2 separate regions of the Hordeum vulgare genome follow, and region 2 is linked to region 1. A link is a contact called in public Hi-C data. All regions are on one chromosome and are shown on one strand. The core of a region is the stretch at or near the end of the contact, and the rest is flanking DNA. Distances in the headings are between cores, read along the strand shown.

Region 1 (2,767 bases), core at 73-2,572:
TGGTTATACTTTTCAAAATAAATCAAAATTTAAAAAATCTATTATAATTAATTGTTCACAAATTTTGAAAATAGTTCATGTTTCAACAATCTTTCACAAAATGTTTATTTTTCATCAGTTCAAAAAAGTTCACAAATTTCAAAATCCATTTTTTTCACATATTGTTTGGTATGTTTTACTTTAAAGTGTTCACAACTTTTTGAAAATTTGTTTGGAATTTTAGAAAAAAAATCTGCTGTAAAAACGTGTTCACAATTTTTCAAAATGTTCATGCTTCCCTTTATGAAGGAGAAAACAAATTGTGTTTTTGAATTATTACTTTTTACAAAAAATGTTCGCATTTCAAAAAATTATTTATGTTTTCAAAACATTCTGTAGGTTAAAAAATGTTCACATTTGCAAAAAATGTTCTAGTTTTCAAAACTTGTTCTCATATTTAAAATTTGTTTTGTGTGTTCAATTTTATCCGGAGATATTTGAAAAACATGTGCCTCTTTCCAAAACTTGTTCACATATTTTCAATTTGTTAATAGTTTAAGAAAAATGTTCCAGATATAAAAATATTTTTATATTCTAAAATATTCTCTTATTTTTCGAAATATTTGAGGTTATTCAAAATTTTCTCACAAAATTTTGAACAGTGTACATGTTTTGTTAAACATTATTTTTTGCAAAATAATTATGATATCGATTAAACATCAACAAAAATTGTTTGGGTTTTTTAAATCTGTTCGCAAATTTCAGAAAATGTTCATGTTTCCCAAAGTTGTTCGTATCTTCAAATTTGTTTGGATGATTTAAAAATTGTTCATGTTTGTAATAATTGTTCACGTTTTTTAAAATTATCACAAATTCAAATTATCTTCGAAATTTTCAATGCAATTCCTATAAATTTTATTCTTAAATAAACAAAATATTCATGTTTTCGAAAAAATAAAAATCCAAAAAAATTGTTCACATTTAAAATTTTGCTTTTGATTTTCAAAAAACGTTCCTGTTTACTTTTTTTGTCTTTTAAAACATTGTTTGTGCTTTCAATTTTTTTCTTAGAATTTCAACCTTGTTCATTGGTTTCAAAACAGTTCACTGTTTTCAGAAAATGTGAGTTTCCTAAAATGAATTCACGGATTCGAGAAGTGGTTGAGCTTCACAGAGTAATCCCGTTTTGTAAAAGTTTGAAATTTAAAATGATTCGCGCTGGCACATGCTCTAGACAGGAACCAACATTCGCTCCCTTGTCTAGCAACACTCGCCCATGTACATGAGTACATGAGTTCCTGAGTTTGAATCCAGCCGAGCGCATTACTTTTTGCGATTTTAGCGGTATAGAAGCCTGCTCATGACACCCTCTAATGGGTCAGCCCAGTCATCCTCGCTCTTGTGCATCGAGGATATAATTGATGCAGAACAGAATAGGAGGCCTCTTGTTCCTACATACACGGCCGTAGCAGCTCTCCCCTAAAAAAAGTCGAGAGAATTTCTTATTTGATCATTTCTTAAAGGTTGGTTTCCTTTTGGCCCAAAATTTTGTGTTCTCCCTTTTTTGACATTTAACTCCCGTTAGTTTTGGCTAGTAATGGTGTTAAGTCTGGCCTAAAAAGACTATTTTACCCCTAATGTAGTATGTGAGGAGATTATTTACATGCAAACACAATGGTAACATGGTCTATTTTTGTGTCGAATAGTAAATAAAGAAGTGTTGGCACCGGCCTGACCTCAACGCTGTGATCGTCGCGTATTTTTAGGTGAGACATAAGTATAAGCTATTACGGCGGACTGCTTCCGGCCAATCGAGCGTAGTACACAACAAGCCTACACGTATCAGGGCAGGCACGCACACAGCTGGGACATCACGCACGGGTAAGAGCAACTCTATCAGACCCAGCATCCTGCTGGTCCGCAAAACGCTTTTGCAGTTTGCGGAAAACAGCTTTTACGGACCGGGAAAGACGGTTGCAGATGTAGACCCCCAAAACGGACCCGTATAAAAGTATATTCGTCAAATATGCTTTTATATGGATCGGTTTTGCGATGTTTGTTCTTGCACCGCTGCTTTCCGCATCTCATCGGCCCGCAAGATATCAAATCCATCATAATACAACAAACGGAAGCAAACTAAATAATTATTTAAATTCAACACAATACAACAATCATCCACATTACAAATAATTATTCAAATCTTAAATAATGCAATACAAATCCTGTGATGAATACGAATATAAATGAATACAAAGATGAGTTACTGTCCAGCTCTTTGCCAATGGTGCTCAACGAGATCCTCCCGAAGTTGAAAGTTTGTGTTTGCATTTTTAACCTTCTTGTATGTGTGAAGAAAAGCTCTAATGCGGTTAGGGTCTCTAGCTGGTTTGACACGGCTACCCACATTGTTATAGAAGAATTTCAAATTCATTCCTCTCTCATTTTCAAGAATCATATTGTGAAGGATAACACAACATGTCATGATATATTTCAAGGTTTTCCTATCTCAAAACCGAGCAGGACCACGGACAATGACAAACCTAGATTGCAAAACACCGAATGCTCTTCCAATGTCTTTTCGGGCTGCCTCTTGCACCCTTGCAAATTCACACTATTTTTTAGTTTTGGGTTCTTTGATGCTCTTGACAAATGTGCATCAAGAAGGGTATATATCATCTGCAAGATGGTACCCTTTTATGTATTCATGTCCATTGATAGTGTACTTGCAAGTAGGAGCATCATCACTAGCAAGCCTAGCAAACAAATGAGACCGTTGCAACACACTGAT
Region 2 (2,767 bases), core at 120-2,619, 81 kb after region 1:
CCATCCTACAATACGAGGAACAAACTTACGCCGCTTGGATGTACCCGTAACAATTGATCGACTAACCCACATGTGCAACGTGAAATTCATGAGCTCTTAGCCATCCTAAGTATAATGAATTAATGATATTCACTTGATTGGGTAATGCAACGTAACACTCAGCTACTTTTGTTTCCAAGAGAAATAACCCAACCACGTGTTTAATAGAACAACGATGCGTCCATGCATGGGTGACGCGATACTAATGAAGATATTAACAACGAGCACAATAAATAACTTGGAAAAGATCCTTTCCTCACAGGGAAATTCCTCAGCGATTAATTCATAAAAATCGCCTATTCACCCCCTCTAGTCGATATAACGCACTTTCACAAACCTTCAAAGCTTTATTCAACTCGTTGATAGTGTCCACCCACTTGTGCATCTCTTCCTCAATGGTTATGCGTTCATGGTTTCGTTGCCGCTTTGGTCACATGACTCGAAGAAGATAATCTGTGCCATCCTACAATACGAGGAACAAACTTACGCCGCTTGGATGTACCCGTAACAATTGATCGACTAACCCACATGTGCAACGTGAAATTCATGAGCTCTTAGCCATCCTAAGTATAATGAATTAATGATATTCACTTGATTGGGTAATGCAACGTAACACTCAGCTACTTTTGTTTCCAAGAGAAATAACCCAACCACGTGTTTAATAGAACAATGATGCGTCCATGCATGGGTGACGCGATACTAATGAAGATATTAACAATGAGCACAATAAATAACTTGGAAAAGATCCAATTGATTCGACGGATCAAATTTTGGACGTGCTCGCTCGATTATGTAATATACACTCGCAAATGACAACCACCCACTCGTGTAAAAGCTCGTAAAGACAGCTACTCCGTAACGGACAATTAAATAGCAACATGTAGTAACACATCTAACGGACAATTAAATAGCAACCAGTAGCATCAATAACACACACGTGCCTTCCAATTACACACCAAGTGCAAAATCATACTCCATGCAAAAATAAGATTTAAAGGGTCCCTTGGCCATACACGGTTGCTCCAACGAGACGACGCATAAGAATACCCACACAAATTATATATAAACCCTAAAAGACCATATGCCTGCCCGTTTCCAAATTCCACACACAAAACACACATCATGTACATACAAAATGTACACGGCATTTTACCAAATCAGGTCCACTTTTGAATTCAAATCTGTAGAGCGAGGCATGCACGGTGGATTTTAAACTAGACCAGAATCAAGATCCATAGGGCTATCCATCATCTCATCCATGGGGCGGAAGAGTGGGGATGGGGGGGAGGAACCAGGGCAATATAAAAGAGAGAGGGGGAGAGGAGGGGGCGGCGAAGGAACAACACAGCCAAGCCAACAGGAGAGCGAAAAGCAGGGAGAGAGCGGAAAGCCCACCACCTTCCTTGGATCCACAACCCACCCCACACCCCACACACGCCACTCCCTTCCCCTCCCCCCTCCCTCTCTCTCTTCCTCTCCCATCGAGTATTATAGTCTTGGTCTATTCGAGTCCTACCAGTAAGTAGCAGCGAGGCGAGAGCGAGGCGAGCGGAGCGGAGGAGGTGGTGGTAGTGGGGAGGAAGCAGCCGCAGCGGGGGAGTAAGGGAGGGAGATCTAGCCGGAGGAGGAGGCGCGCGCAGGCAGGCCGGCGTCCATGGGGGCTCGCTGCTCCAAGCTCTCCGCCTGCTGGTGGCCGCCGCACTTCAAATCGCCCCGCCTCGGTAAGCAAACCCCCACCCGCCCACCAACCTCTCCCCCCCCCCCCCCCCCCCCCCGCCCGCCCGCATTGGCCGCTCGCCCGCCCTCGGATTCGGGCCGCCCTTCTCCTCCCCTCGTGCTCGCCGATGCGTTTCGTGTTTTCCGGCCGCGGTTGGCGGCGTCGGCCCCGCATTTGGGGGTCCTGGCCTCCTCGCGTTTTTTTTTTCTCGGGCCAATTTCTCGCTGGCTGGCCTTGCTTGCTCCTGTTCGGTGGGTGGGGGGCTCGATCCGCTTGCTGATCCCGACGCGCGCGCGCACGCGCTCACCTGTTTGTCTTCGTGCCCCCTGCAGAGAACGGCGCCGCCGGGGAGGACGGCAGCGGCGTCCCCGTCTTCGCGGAGTACAGCCTCGACGAGCTCCGCGCCGCCACCGACGGCTTCGCCACGGACCGCATCGTCTCCGAGCACGGCGAGAAGGCGCCCAACGTCGTCTACCGCGGCACCCTCTTCAGCTCCGGCGCCACCGTCGCCATCAAGCGCTTCGGCCGCTCCGCCTGGCCCGACGCGCGCCAGTTCGTGGTTCGTGCTCCTCCTTCCTTTGCTTTGCTTTGCTTTGCTTTGCTTCGCTTTGCTTCACGGGGTGGATCGTCGTCTCGTACGCAGCAGCGTTCGGCTAGCCTCTGCTGCAGAGTCTGAACTGAATTTGGCTTCTGTTCTCGTGTGCGCAGGAGGAGGCCAGGGCCGTTGGGCTGCTGCGGAGCGGTCGCCTGTCCAACCTCATCGGTTGCTGCTGCGAGGGCGGCGAGCGGCTGCTCGTCGCCGAGTTCATGCCGCATGATACCTTGGCAAAGCATCTCTTCCACTGTATGTCTGTTACTCGCTCCTTTCCTTGTTCCAACTGTGTTGTATGCAATCACAAATGTGGTCCATGCTAGTGTTGTTTCTGGACGTGATTTACCAGTGTAGGTAATTTATGTTTTTCACACTTCTTTCCTTGTTCCAAGTATGTAATCACAAATGTGGTCCATGCT

What was found. A called contact is a pair of places that touch in the nucleus more often than the background predicts.
Region 2: a Hi-C map of leaf shows a contact between it and region 1, with 2.5 times the contacts expected there. The contact joins the promoter of LOC123453110 here to the enhancer-like site in region 1. A contact is called at or near these places in 2 of 6 Hi-C or Micro-C datasets (leaf and seedling) and 1 of 1 datasets of contacts at active chromatin or transcription factors (embryo).

The regions. Positions count from the first base shown.
Region 1 is chr5H:566,057,844-566,060,610 of MorexV3_pseudomolecules_assembly, forward strand. No RefSeq gene overlaps it. Among protein-coding and RNA genes, the nearest start is that of LOC123453109, 72 kb to the left of the region's middle. Within about 2 kb of position 1,323, at least 2 of the 3 cell types and tissues checked have open chromatin away from gene starts, as enhancers often do. A contact at or near this core is called in leaf, where this site is marked.
Region 2 is chr5H:566,138,323-566,141,089 of MorexV3_pseudomolecules_assembly, forward strand. LOC123453110 (serine/threonine-protein kinase BSK5-like) reads left to right here and starts at 1,370. Exons shown (of 10, transcript XM_045129875.1): 1 at 1,370-1,760; 2 at 2,089-2,315; 3 at 2,465-2,600. The coding sequence starts at 1,694.